2 separate regions of the Macaca mulatta genome follow, and region 2 is linked to region 1. A link is a contact called in public Hi-C data. All regions are on one chromosome and are shown on one strand. The core of a region is the stretch at or near the end of the contact, and the rest is flanking DNA. Distances in the headings are between cores, read along the strand shown. Region 1 holds the start of IWS1 (interacts with SUPT6H, CTD assembly factor 1). Region 2 holds the start of MAP3K2 (mitogen-activated protein kinase kinase kinase 2).

What was found. A called contact is a pair of places that touch in the nucleus more often than the background predicts.
Region 2: a contact with region 1 is called in a Hi-C map of cortical neurons, with 2.4 times the contacts expected there. The contact joins the promoter of MAP3K2 here to the promoter of IWS1 in region 1. A contact is called at or near these places in 2 of 14 Hi-C or Micro-C datasets (cortical neurons and fetal cortical plate).

The regions. Positions count from the first base shown.
Region 1 is chr12:9,750,500-9,757,312 of T2T-MMU8v2.0, forward strand. IWS1 (interacts with SUPT6H, CTD assembly factor 1) reads left to right here and starts at 4,603. Exons shown (of 17, transcript XM_077956771.1): 1 at 4,603-4,906. The coding sequence starts at 4,873. It overlaps MYO7B (myosin VIIB), which reads right to left and starts at 4,528. Exons shown (of 48, transcript XM_077956735.1): 1 at 3,139-4,528.
Region 2 is chr12:9,896,682-9,903,996 of T2T-MMU8v2.0, forward strand. It overlaps MAP3K2 (mitogen-activated protein kinase kinase kinase 2), which reads left to right and starts at 3,826. Exons shown (of 17, transcript XM_015109853.3): 1 at 3,826-4,350.

The sequences.
Region 1 (6,813 bases), core at 3,353-5,852:
CAGAGGGCTTTGGGCATTCAGTGGATAAATCTGTCTTAGGCCCTGGCATTTAAACCCAGGTCACTGACTATAAACATGGGACCTCTGTCCCATGACCAGGGTTAATGGCATATCCTGATGACTAATCTTATTGCCTTGGGGAGACTGAGACACTGATAAGGAAAAGCAAAACTTGCTTACGTGTCAACTCAATAAACTAAATACATGATGTTAATAATGCTAATTATGATGATAGTAATACTTCACCTAGCTCTTGGAAGATGTTGAGAGTGGGAGGCTTAGGCTCACTGCTAGGAACTTCATTTCTGGGAAAAGAAGTACTGGGGTGGATTTCTTACCCTTGTCTAGAATGCTGCATGTCCAGCAAGATCACTTTCCTTTACTTCTTGGTCCCACAGTGGACATATTCTTTCCTGCCTCATTTACAATTAGAAGGGGCCATGGAATGAGAGTAGGTGAGATCCTCCAACTCCAGGTTAGGCTCATTAAAATGTCCTGTACCTTTCTACACACTCTCTTCTCCCATCTGCTGGTGGCATGCAGAGCATCCAGTAGGGGCTTCTGAGGCCCTGGGAAATGGTGGAGCCACAATATGGGAAGAGCCTGGATCCCTGAATGACTGCTAGGAGCAGAGTGCAACCTCCACCTCACCGCTGACCCCACTGCCCATTGACAAGAGGAAGAAATAAACTATTATCACGTCAAGCCACTGAAATGTGTTGATGTTGTTATAACAACATAACTACATGGTAGACTGTTAGCTTACCATGATTGAAATATTATCTTTCCATCCAAATCGGCCTTTGTCCTTCAAATATCACCTCAAGCGCCCTCCCCCAAGAAGCCAGCCTGATTGTTCACTCTAGCCTCACCCTCCTTTTAATTCCCATGGTACTTGTTACCCACATCACACAATTCACCTCTTAGCATTTTCTTTTCTCAAAGCAGTACTTCCTAATGAATTGTAAGCTTCTCAAGGCAGGAATCATGTTAGTTTTTTGTATCTTCACAATGCCTAATAATAATGATAATAGCTAACATATATATTGCTAATCTTAAATAATAAGATGCATAAAATATGATTACACATAGAGTTTACTTGAGTGTGCGGATAGCCACCTAGGAGACCTCAACTCCAAACGAATGGGTTCAGCGTTCCAAAGTGGAGAAGTTCAATTTTACTTGTACAGAGAGAGACAGAAAAATTTTAGCAGGATTATAACATTTTCCACACAAGACAGTGCATATGTTACAGTGATTTGATTGGTTACAGGATGCTGCATCCCAACGAGATGACATTATTACTCTGTAGGAGAGGGAGTGATCTGAGGGGGTTTTATCTCCGGCACCACTTAGTCTCAATTGTTTACAGGGGGAAAAACGGCAGAAGTTGCAGCTGCATGACATGTGACTCAGGCTGCATAGTCACATTCCTCTGAAGACTCAGAACAATTTAAGTTCCAACAGCTTTCAGTTTGAATTATTTGGCTGGGTGCAGTGGCTCACGCCTGTAATCCTAGCACTTTGGGAAACCGAGGTGGGTGGATCACCTGAGGCCAGGAGTTCAAGACCTGCCTGGCCAATATGGTGAAACCCCATCTCTACTAAAAATACAAAAAATAGCCAGGCATGGTGGTGCACACCTGTAGTCCCAGCTACTCAGGAGGCTGAAGCACGAGAACTGCTTGAACCCAAGAGGTGAAGGTTGCAGTGAGCCAAGATCATGCCACTGCACTCCAACCTGCTGTGCTCCAGCCTGGGTGACAGAGCGCGACTCCATCTCAAAAAAAAAAAAAAAAGTTTGAATTATTTAATTTCACAATATTCTGTCCCAGGAATCATTTTATATATATATATTATATATATCATGTTTAATATTATACATGTAATATATATAATTATAACATATTATATAATTATATATGTGCGTTTAGCTTCATGACAACTCTGTGACATAAATGGTACTGTTATCCCCAACTTATAGGTGAGGACGTTGAAGCACAGAGAGGTTCAGCAACTTGCTCAAGGTCACACAGCTAGTAAGTTTCGTTTGTGTCTTCCCTGGTAGGGCTTGCTAGTGGCTCAAGCACAAGAAGCTGGGTCAGACTTAGAGACCTGGCTTCTTTGACATAGAAAAAAGCTAAGAGGACTTGAAACCTGATTCAACCCTCTCATTTGATACATGTGGAAACTGAGGCTCATAGAAGACTGGTAGCTTGTCCCGGCTCACCAAGTACAATAAGCCCAGTGATAGGGCCACAACCTAGGGCTCTAAGCCCCCAGTCTACAGCTCTGATGGTGCCAGGCTGTTGTTTATATTATTTGGTCTCTTGCTCCCAGGCTGTTGTTTATATTATTTGGTCTCTTGCTCCCTTACGTGTTCAGCAGATGGCAGTGTCTTCAGAGTGTCTCCAAATACATCTTACATTCATTTAGGGAATGCAGTGTCTCTGGGTTATCTGTTAAGGGAGGAAGCATTGTGGACTGCTGCAAGTTTGCCCCTCCATCCTTCTCTGTCCTTAGCACCCTTGGTGTGGGAAACAGCCTCTCTTCTGAGTGCCTCCCAATCACCGCCATGGGCCAACTGCACTGGGGTGGGGTGTGAGGGGTAGGGAGATGGCAGTCCTGAAAATGTAAGGCAGCCAAGACTCAGAAAGACACATCTGTGCCACTACAGAATTTCTCTACCAGCATCCAGGAGGGACAGCCAGCTGGTAGGAAGGAGCTCTGGGAACTCTCAGTAAGCTGTGTTTCCACTGATAAACACACTGCTTTAACTAAGGCTCTGTATTCATTTGAAAGAGGTGTCCTGTCTTACTAAATTGTTGACTTTCTGAGTACAAAAGTTAGATCTGATGCTTCTTTGCAGCCTTCTAGAGCTAAGAACATTGTTGTGTGTCCAGAGTGTTTCTATCCACTCTCCAAACCACCAGTACAGTTAGTTTTAACGCTAAAATTCAGTAATTATCATCTGGCAATTGCATTGTTTATAACCCAACCACTTTCCTGACTGCTGGACTTACATCTCTGGTGAAACTAAAAGGTTCTCTTCCACCGAAACTCTTCCTGGAATTTTCATCTTTTAATCCTGCTCCATTTACACAGGTGTACTCTACATTTACACAGGTATACTCTCACCTTTAGAAGAGGGCTTAGAGCCTTGATATCTTCTATCAAGTGATTTGGTGTCGGGCATTGCTCATTCTTTGTTCTTCTGATTCTCAAGACTGCCTGAGAAGCTGCCATTCCCACAGCTGAAAATAAGGAATTTGGATTCCATGCTGTTTCCACCACATCGGAAAAGAATATCCGTGAACTCTCTTGCAGGAAAATGGGAATTTCCAGAGAGAAACCACTTCTCCCCTTTCTTCTCTTCCCACGTCCTCTTCAGGAGCCTATAATTGGGCTCTGCCAGCATACTCTGACTGGCTAACGAAGGGTCAGATATCTGTAGTAGTAACAAAACGCTCTTTTTCTACATGTCTACACCTCCTGGGGAATCTTTGCTTAAACCTCTACTGGCCCTCCTCCCATCAAAAGTCAAGAATGTTCCCCTCCCTGTCCAAGACTAAAATGAACAAGTAAGGAAATAGATTTTACTCAGCCTATTTCAACAGGGAGAGCACTCCAGAGACGATCAGTGTCTTGGCAGCGCAGTTTTGCCTTTTATAGGGAGGAAGGTGGAATGACTGACAGTTGGGATTGTTTTGCAATCAGGATAAATTTCAGTCAGGTGAACAGAAAATATTCTCTAACTAGTTTGGGGTCGGGGGAGTGTTCTAATCTCAACTAATTACTCGATTATCAGCAGCAGGAATTTAAGGTCTGTCTGGCTTTATTAACAGGCTCAGAATAAAGGGGAAAGGTCTGTTTGTCCTCGTCACAGGCAAACAAGGGGGTCATCTGCACGCGTTTTATCCGAGTCACGTGGCGATGGGTGGTTCTTCACAGTGTGCCGTTCCAGACACACAAATAGACGAAGGGGTTTCTTAATCACCGCTGTTTTCTAGGAACACAGGGCTCAGGTAAAGTTCAACTTCACCTTCCTCGGTGTTTCATCAGGGGAACCCTTCTGGAAGCAAAGATGTGTACTTCTTACTGCTGGCCAAATAGCTTCTTAACAAGGATGAAAGAGAGGAAGACGCTGGGAGAGGAGGCGCCGTGGCTCGCGCCAGTTAGTAACGCATCACAGCTCGCGGTCGTCGTACTACAAGTCCCAGGGAGCAACGCTCGCTTTCTCGCCTACTGCGGGCGGGAACGAGGCGCCTCGGGGCCTGACGGGAACCACCGTGGTTTGGCTGAATGACGGAAAAGTCATTTGAGCGGGTCTTCATTTTTCGGAAGAGTATCTCAAAAGCTCTTCAAACAAGGCACGGACACAGAATCTAGAAAATGATAAAGAATAAACGATAACGTTATTTCCACGGGGGCCAGACCGGGATCCACCCGAGCAAGGTATTTAATTAAAGCCCGAGCTCCAGCTCAGTTTTCCCAGGAGTCTCCTTTCCGGCCGTGCCTTGGCGTCAGTGCTGTTGCGTCTTCTCATTGGCCGGTTGACGGGTTGCGGCGCCTGCGCGCTGCATTCCTTTGAGGGTCGTGGGCAGACGCCATTTTGGCCCCAGCGGTGCTTCTAGGAAGTAGAGCGCCGGCTCGCGTGCCTGCCTGCCTGCCAGCCTGCCAGCCTGCCTCCGCTTCCAGGTCAAAGCATTCGCCGTTGCCGCTGCCGCTTTCTTACTCTCCGCACCCGTTAAGTTCTCCGGTCGGGCGGGAGTCTCTGAACACTCAGCCGCGCCTTCCGGGGTCACACCGCCTGGAAGGAGGTGACGGGGGCGGCGCGGGGCGCGGACACTCCCCGCTGAGAGTCCGCCTGCCATGGACTCGGAATATTACAGCGGCGACCAATCAGGTGGGGCAGGGACCTGGGGGACCGGGCTGGGGGGCGGAGCAGTTACTCGGCGGGTCTCGGCCTGGCACCCCGCGGGTGGGGGCAAGGAGGCCCCCGAAACCTTCCCTCCCGCGACCCGGCCCGAGGAGGGCAAGAGCCCACTGACCGGCTGCAAGCCTCGAAGCTAGAACGTTGGAGACGGGATTCTGGTGGGAAAGCTTTCTTCTGAATCGGCGAAGGTTTTTGCTGAAATTGGGAAGTCACTTTCGTATATTAAGCTCCTATTGTGTGCAAAGTGCTAGGGAAGGAGAGGTATCTTCTGTTAAGAGTTTTCAGTAGTTGAGTAGTTGGAGAATCCAAGGGGCGATGGGGCGGGGGATCCTTCCTACACTTTTCACTCCTAAGGGAGTGGTTTAATCTTGCCTGCAACACCGGACATAAGTGCAGGACGCATGTTTCAGATGCATGCATAGAGTAAGGAATGCACTTCTGGCACTTGTGATTTTTGTGCCTTTCTTCCACCTTGAGACGGTTCCTCTTTCTCCTCACCTTCCTCACCGAAGTTTGGTCTCCTTTCTTTACTGTTTGTTTATTCTGTAAACTCTTAATGGGGCCCACTCTGCTGGCACGGTGCTCGGCACCTGAGATTAAGGATAAGTGAAGCAGAACCTGGTGTGGGAAACACGTGGGGTTTGCTTTCCCTTTGTGTGCTAGTTGTATTGGGGGTTCTGTCTCAAAAGTTCTTAAATACACCCACTATGTAGCCACAAAAATTGAAAATTAAAAAAAAATTAAAAAAAAACTTGAGTTCTCAATGGTTTAAGCGTTAAGCTCTTTACTGTTTTGAGTTCATTGCTTTTCCTTACATAGGACAGTGAATTGTAATGACTGCAAAGGGTTTTCCAAGCATTCACTGCTTAAAAACACCTTCCTAAGCCAGGTGCGGTGGCTTATGCCTGTAATCCCAGCACTTTGGGAGGCGTAGGCGGCCAATGGCTTGAACCCAGGAGTTCGAGACCAGCCTGGGCAACATAGTGACACCACCCCCACCCCGCCACGCCCCTACCTCCCACCCCCAACCCTCGTCTCTACAAAAAAATGCGAAAATTAGTGTGGTGGTGCACACCTGTAGTCCCAGCTACTCAGGAGGCTGAAGTGGGAGGATCCTTTGAGCCCTGAGCCTGGGAGGCAGAGGTTGCAAGTGAGCGAAATTACACCACTGCACTCCAGCCTGGGCGACAGAGCAAGACTCTGTCTCGGAAAAAAAAAAAAAAACACTTTCCTGATACTTTCAAAATAGTTTTTTTTCCATTCATTTGTGTTTTTAAGTTACTTTTTAAAAAGTGGACTGGGCACGGTGGCTCACGCCTGTAATCCCAGCACTTTGGGAGGCTGAGGTGGGCGGATCACCTGAGGTCAGGAGTTTGAGACCAGCCTGGCCAACATGGTGAAACCCGTTCTCTACTAAAAATACAAAAAATTAGCCAGGTGTGGTGGCGGGCGCCTGTAATCCCAGCTGCTCAGGAGGCTGAGGCAGGAGAATCACTTGAACCCTGGGGGTGGAGGTTACAATGAGCTGAGATCACGCCATTTGCACTCCAGCCTGGACAAAAGGAGCAAAAAAAAAAAAAAAAAAAAAGTAATTGTATGTAATACTTGTACATAGGTTAAGTACTAAAAGAGGTAACAGAAAAATAGCAGTTCCCTGACTTACTCCCTCCACCCACTTCACATTCTTTTAGCTGTTTGGGGTGTTTACCTGTGTATTCCTAATTCGTTCACTCTCTTGCTGCATCATTTTTAGGCATTCTCTAATGATCTGTTATGCTAGGACATTTTAGCCTATGTGCCCCCTTCTCCCCTGTCTTCCCACTGTTGCAGCATAATTGTTAAACTTCAAAACTATTATTTTTGTCATGACCGTATAT
Region 2 (7,315 bases), core at 2,576-5,075, 150 kb after region 1:
ACATACGATCTATTCTTTCTGAAGCCTGCTATCGGGAGGCTTCATCCACATGACAAAACCTCAGTCTCCACAACCCCTTACCATAACCCAGACATTATCTTCTATTGATAGTAACTCTTTCAACCAATTGCCAATCAGAAAATCTTTGAATCCATCTATGACTTGGAAGTCCCCACTTCCAGTTGTCCTGACTTTCTGAACCAATGTACACCTTACATGTATTGCTTGGTGCTTTATGTCTCCCTAAAATGTATAAAACCAAGCTGTAATCTGGCTATCTTGGGCACATGTTCTCAGGATCTCCTGAGGGCTGTATCACAGGCCATGGTCACTCATACTTGGCTCAGAACAAATCTCTTCAATTACAGAGTTTGACTCTTTCGTCAACATTCTAAAACAAAAAATTTATTTTAAAAAAGAGTAAGGGAAAGAAACAGAGGGACGGTTCCCCCTTCTTTTCTGTGTAGGAAGTCATGATGTTTGGAGCTGAGATGGCCATCTTTTGATTCTCAATATGCCTGTTCACAGCCCTAAGCAACCTTGGACCCCTCTACTGGATTTTTGTTATGTGATAAAATTAATCTCACGGTTTAAGCTGTTTTGGGCCAGGTGTCTTGTTCATTGCAGTTGAATGAATCCCAACGAACAGTACTCATATCATTTTCATGGCCACAGCTGTGGTTCAGACCTTTAGACCTTTATCTCCCTTCCTAGCAGTTTGGCCCGCTCTACTATCCTTCCTTCCCAATCTCCTGGCAGCTCTCTTCCTTCTCTAGCTTCACCCCTGCCTGCATTTCTCCCAAAACCCAGTGGCCAGCAACTCTTGCCATTCCTAGGCAGGGCATGTTCCCTCATAATTCCAAGCTTGGACACACAGGATTCCCTCTGCCTGGAATGCAGACTCCTCCATCCTTATTTCTTCCAGCAATTAACTACCCCCATTCAAGTTTCAGTTGCCAGCCATGGCACGATATGTGGCCAGCAAGATTCTAAGATGTCCCTGCAGATCCGTGACGGCTGGTGTACATAGCCTGCATAACCCTCAGTACTGTGAATATAACGAATTATACACCTATGATCAGGCTATGTTATGTGACAATGTTGATGTTAAGAACAGATTGTCAGTGTGCCTGATCTAATCACATGCACTCTTTCAAAGCTGGGCGCGGTGGCTCACGCCTGTAATCCCAGCACTTTGGGAGGCCAAGGTGGGTGGATCATGAGGTCAGGGGTTCGAGACCAGCCTGACCGACATGGTGAAAACTCATCTCTACTAAAAATACAAAACGTAGCCGGCGTGGTGGCGCACGCCTGTAATCCCAGCTACTCAGGAGGCTGAGGCAGGAGAATTTCTTGAACCTGGGAGATGGAGATTGCAGTGAGCCGAGATTGCACCACTGCGCTCCAGCCTGGGCGACAGAGTGAGACCCTATCTCAAAAAAATAAAATAAATAAAATAAAATAAAAATAAAAGCAGAGAGTTTTCTCTGGCTGGGAGCAAAAGAGGAAGTTAGACAGAGATCTGATGTAGGAGGATGTTTGGCACGCAAGAAGGTCTCTGTCGCTGGCTTTCAGGATGGAAGGGGTCATGTGGAAGGATGGAAGGAATGCAGGTGACCTCCGGAACTGTAGGCAGGCTCAGGAAATGGGGATGTCAATCCTACAACCACAGAAAACTGAATTGTGCCTAAAAGAAGAACGAGCTTGGAAGATCTTTGCAAGAAGTCAGCCCAGCTGATACTTTGATTTCAGCCTTGCAATATACCCTGAGTAGAGAACTCAACCTTGCCCCTGTGCAAACTTCTGATCCATATAACTGGGAGCTAATAAACTGACACTGTTTTAAGTCACTAAGTCTGTGGCGGTTTGTTGTTATGCAGCAACAGGAAAGGAACACGCCACATCTCCTCTCTGAAGTCATCTCTCACTTCCCCAGGCACACCTGTGACATCTTCCTCTTGCCGCTGTGGCACCTGATACACATGCCTCCCATGATGCAGGTCACAGTGTGTTATCATTTTCCATTTACCTGTCTGCCTTCCTCACAGGATTCTGAGTTCCTGGGCAGTGGGGACTATATAATTTTATCACTGTAATCTCAGGTACAGAGTAGGAAGGTGAAAAAATATTCATTGAATGATGGTTTCATCAAGAAAAAAATCCCAAGATCACTAATTTGTAATCATATATACTAAAACAACCAAAGATGTCAGAGATTTAACATCTAAGCAAGAGGAAAAGTCACCAATATAAAAGAGAATGGCAAAAAAGAAAGAATATCTATTATAACTATAAGCATGGGATGTTTCTGAGGAACCCAGAGGTGAATGAAGTCCCCAGGGGTGGTAAATGAGGGAAGGAAGTGGAGAAATGAGCAGAACTATGAGGGGAAAAAATTTATCTCTGGATTACTTAGTAAACAAACACGTTTTTATTGAATGCTTGGTTTGTGGTGACCCTATAACTGTGGCGAACAATATCGATGTTTCAGATTTAAATACTATCCTCAGGCATTCTGAGACCCTCCTTTCTGTGGCATACGGATCTTTGAATGTTAGATTCAAGAAGGTCTTAGATTTATGCATAAAAGTCCTCCATTTTTTAAACAAATAGAAGCAAACTGATTTTCCACTGAGCTCTGTGTTTCTGAGGTGCACATCCTTGTTCCTGTGCCTTTGACACCTCTGTTAATGAATCTGTAATAAAGATTCCTGGAGGAAACCCAGAGATAGTTTGACACTGCACAACAGTTTCTCCCTCAGTCTCTGCCGCACAAGTGCCAGGTCCCTTGACCATCAACCCAAGTTGGGATAGCTCCTTACCTCTGGGTCGGTGAGTCCCATTCCCATCTCTCTCATCTCAAATGCTGCAGTGGAAATATGGTCTGGAATAGGCATGAAAGGGGTGGATCCAGCATGTACCAAGAAACCAAGTAGAAGCTAAACAGGGAGGAATGGTACAGGAAGTTGTAAGGGGTATTTAAGGAAGGGAGAAGAGAGGGGGCGGAAAGATGCTTTCTGGATCAAAGTAGGGTGAAAACCTCGGGATGCCGGTTAGGCACACCACGGAGGGCCTCACCGCTAGTCTGATTAATTTGCATTTTATCCTGTGGGCGATGAGGAGCGAAGGAAAGGGTTTTAGACTCTAGCTTTGGGGGTGGAGTGTCAACTCATGTCTCTGGGCTGAAGTTTCCACATCTGTTAAGCTGGAGAAGTAATACTTGCTGGGCCAACCAATGTACACAACCATTGTTACAACCAAGTATCGATGGTGATAAAAAACTAAACAGAAAACACAAATAACACTTAGCCGGTCTCCAAGGGGGTGGTTTAAGGTTAGGTGGCAAGCCTGAAGTAATTTCTAAAGTCCCTTGGGAATAAAATTCTGAAACTTGAGCCATAAATTAAGAGGCAGATGGCTTTTCTCTTTGCAAACGACCTGCCACAGACTCAGTCCGTCACTGCCTCTGCTAGCTCTGCTACCCTTGGGCCCCGTCCGCAACCCACGTGGGAGACCTTTCACGGGATCTACTCGGATGTCTGGGATCGAGACAACCCAGGTGCGTATGCGCCGCGCACACGGAACAGCGCAGGCTGCCCGAGGCCATGGGGCGGGGCCGAGGCCGGGGCGGAGCCAGGACTGGGAATCCCCGCGCCGTCAGGCCGGTGGGGGCCGGGCGTGTGTGTGGGCGTGGCGGGCCTCTGCGCAGGCGCCGACCCACTCCCCAGAGCCGGGCGCGCGCCCGCGACGGGTTCCGCTACCGGCGGGCGGAGGGGTGCGCGCGCACGAGCGAGCGGCCGTGACGTGCGCCGCGCTACGCCCGACGTCACGAGTCCGTGTGTAGTGGCGGCCGGGCTGCCTGCCCTCAGCGGCGGCGCCTGACGAGGGTGCCGCGGCGGGTGGGCGCAGCGTTCGGGGATTGCACGGCCCGCGGCGGCGACGAAGACTACGACCAGGAAGCTCGGCTCCCCTGTCCGCGGAGTCGCCACTCCCGCCTCTTCTCCGGTCTCTGGCGACGCGGGCCCGCGGCTTCCCCCTTTCCTGCCCGACTCCCCGCGGGCCTCGGGGTTGCAGCGGCCAGAAGCACCGAGGAGCGCCAGGAGGACCCGGCCGGCCGCGAGGATTGACGCGCCCGCCACCCCGCCCGGCCCAGGCTTCATGTGAAAGAGGGACGGGCCTGGCCCCGAGGCCCGCGCCCGACTCCTCGCGCGCCCCTCCGGCCCCCGGGGGCCCCGCGGCCGCCCCCGACCGGGGGCCGCGGTGACAGGCCGCGCTGGGGCGGAGGGGCGGGCTCGGCGGGGGCGGCCCCTCCTTGGGCCTGCGGCTCTCTACGTCCCTGCGGAGCTGCCGGTACGTGCGTGTGTGCGTGCGTGCGCGTGTGCGCTTGTGTGTGTGTGTGTGTTTGTGTGTGTGTGTGTGTTTGTGTGTGTGTGTGTGTGCGCGCGCGCGCGCGTGTGTGTGGGGGGCCGCGGGCTGGGCGCCGGGAGGGGGCTGGCGGCGGCCTAAGCGCCGCTCCAGGGGCGGAGATTTCGCTGGGTGATTGCCTAACTGAGGGAGGGCGGACCTTGGGCCCCCTACATCCCGTCCTGAAGCCCAGGTCAGCGCGAAATAGGCTGCTGGGCTGTTAGCTGTCAGACACGTACCCTGCAGAGATTTTAGAAGGAAGGTTGCAGCTGGTCTTGCGATGAAGCAGAAATGGTACATGCAGTGAACGAAAAAGTGCTTGTCTTTGCACTGTCATAGTGTGGTAATCTTTTGATGTAATGTTGTTTCCCCCTTTTCACGGAATATTTAGGTAGCACTTACGGTGCCCTTAGTCTGCGCCCGGCAGTTGTTATGTCTTATTTCTCTTCATCTTCCCAGCCCAGTGAAGTGGGTATATCGCCCCATTTTACAGATGAAAACTTGAGGCCCAGAGAGATTAAGGCATTTGTCCAAGGTCATGAAGCTAGTAATCCAGGAAGGCTTGGTTCGAAGACAGTATTTCTTGCAAAAATAAATACGTTGAGAAAATGAGACTAACTGGGCAGTTTCTTTAATGGGACAAATTCTAAACACATAGACGCAGTTTAGTTTTCCTTAAGTAAGATCTTCGATGTCTTTTGCCAAACCATTTTCTTGGCTTAAAAAAAAAAATTTAAAGGATGGCTTCAGATACCTTTACTTTTTGCGTACTAGTACTGGACAGAAAAAATTACTCTCTTACAAAAAAGAAATACATTTGGTAAAACAGCATAGATCTTGAAAAGTTACAAATTTACTTTTGTAGTTTGACCTTGATGCCCAAAGGGAACTCACAGTTGGGTTATTTGCTTGAGATTTCCTTGTTGCAAAATTTGTTGCTGGATTATGTGGCAATTTAGTGATTTGTTAGTTGTCTTATGCAATGTTTTTTAGTTTGATGTCAAATTTTAATATCGTAGAAAGTTTGATGGTGTGATTCTTTTTTCATTTGTATGGAGTGCTACTAATCAGTGTTTATAAGCTAACTGAAAATTCTCATTTTAGCATGAGTTTTGTATTTTTTTAAACTATGGTGAGAGGAAAAAATAAGGAGCCAGAGCTCTGTACTGAAAAAAAGTCGATACATTTCCTTGAGTAATTGAAGCTTTGTGCATAATTGCAAATGTTTAACAAATCTATTGATGCCCAATTATACTAGGCCGTAATTTTCCTAGTATATTATCAAGTTGAAGAAAATTTGTGATCTTGCAATCTCTATGGAGAAAAAGTGAAATTACAAAGTTAACGTGGATGGTTTACAGATTGATTTGTTGTTTGGTTAAAATATAAACATGTTGAATCTTATTGAATTATGTTGTATCTGGTATCATTATAGAATGGTTATCCATGTGCCTGTTTTGAGAAACTAGCTGTTAAAGACTTATCTTAAATAATTGGATTGCATTAGAGATTGAATCTTTTAAGCAATGTTTTAGGTGGAGCTTTTGTTTCTCATTTACTTTATTGGTACCAAAGGGGTAAACTAATAGGTGCTGTATTAAAATAAAGTCATGTTTGATACTCTGCATTTCTTACAGCGTTGGTTTCAGGTTGATTTTCTCTTTCCCTATAGAATTGGAGCTGTTTCCCCCCACCTCCCACTTTTTATTATCAGACAATTTCGAGTATGCAGAAAATCTGGTAGTAGTAAACCACTTGTATCATGATCCTGTAGATAAAACGTTTGTTGGTATCTTGCCATATTTGCTTTATCTATAAATACATGTACAGACATACCTTAGAGATTGTGGCTTTGGTTCTAGACCACTACAATAAAGCGAAATAAGTGAGTCACATAAATTTTTTAGTTTCACAGTGCATATAAAGTTATGTTTGCAATATATTGTAGTCTATTGTGTGCAATGGCATTATGTCTAAAAATGTATATATCTTAATTTAAAAATTATTTATTGCTAAAAATTGCTAAAGAACATTTGAGCCTTTAGAGAGTTGTAATCTTTTTGCTGGTGGAGGGTCTTGCCTCCATGTTGATGGCTGCTGACGAGTAAGGGTGGTTGATAAGGGTTGGTTGGTGAAGTTTGGGATGGCTGAGGCAATTTCTTAAAATAAGACATTAGTGAAGTTTGCCGCATCGATGGACTCTTCCTTTCATGAAAGATTTCACTTTAGCATGTGATACTATTTGATAACATTTTGCTCACCATAGTACATTTTTCAAAATTGGAGTCAGTTGTTTCAAACCCTTTATCAACTAATTGCTTATCAACTATTATCTAAGTTGCTTATCATTGCTTTATCAACTAAGTTTTTGTAATATTCTGAGTCCTTTGTTGCCACTTCAATAATATTCACGTCATCTTCACTAGGAGTAGATTCCGTCTCAAGAAGCCACTTTCTGTCCAGGTGTAACGGGATCACGCTTATAATCCCAGCAGTTTGGGAGGCTGAAGCAGGAGGATTGCTTGCACCAAGGAATTCAAGAACAGCGTCGGCAACATGGCAAAATCTCATTAAAAAAAAATATAAAGGTTGGCCGGGCGTGGTGATTTGGGAAGCTGAAGCAGGAGGATTGCTGGAGTCGGGGAGGTCAGGGCTGCAGTGAGCTGTGACACTGCACACCAGCCTGTGCAACAGAGCAAGACCCTGTCTCAAAAAAAAAAAAAAAAAAAAAAAGCCACTTCGTTTCCTCATCCATAAGAAGCAGCTTTTCATCCATTCAAGTTTTAGCTCCACTTCTAATTGTAGTTCTCTTGCTGTTTCTATCACATCTGCAGTTAGTTCCTCCACTGAAGTCTTGAACCCCTCAAAATCATCCATGAGGGCTGGAATCAGCTTCTTCCACATTCCTGTT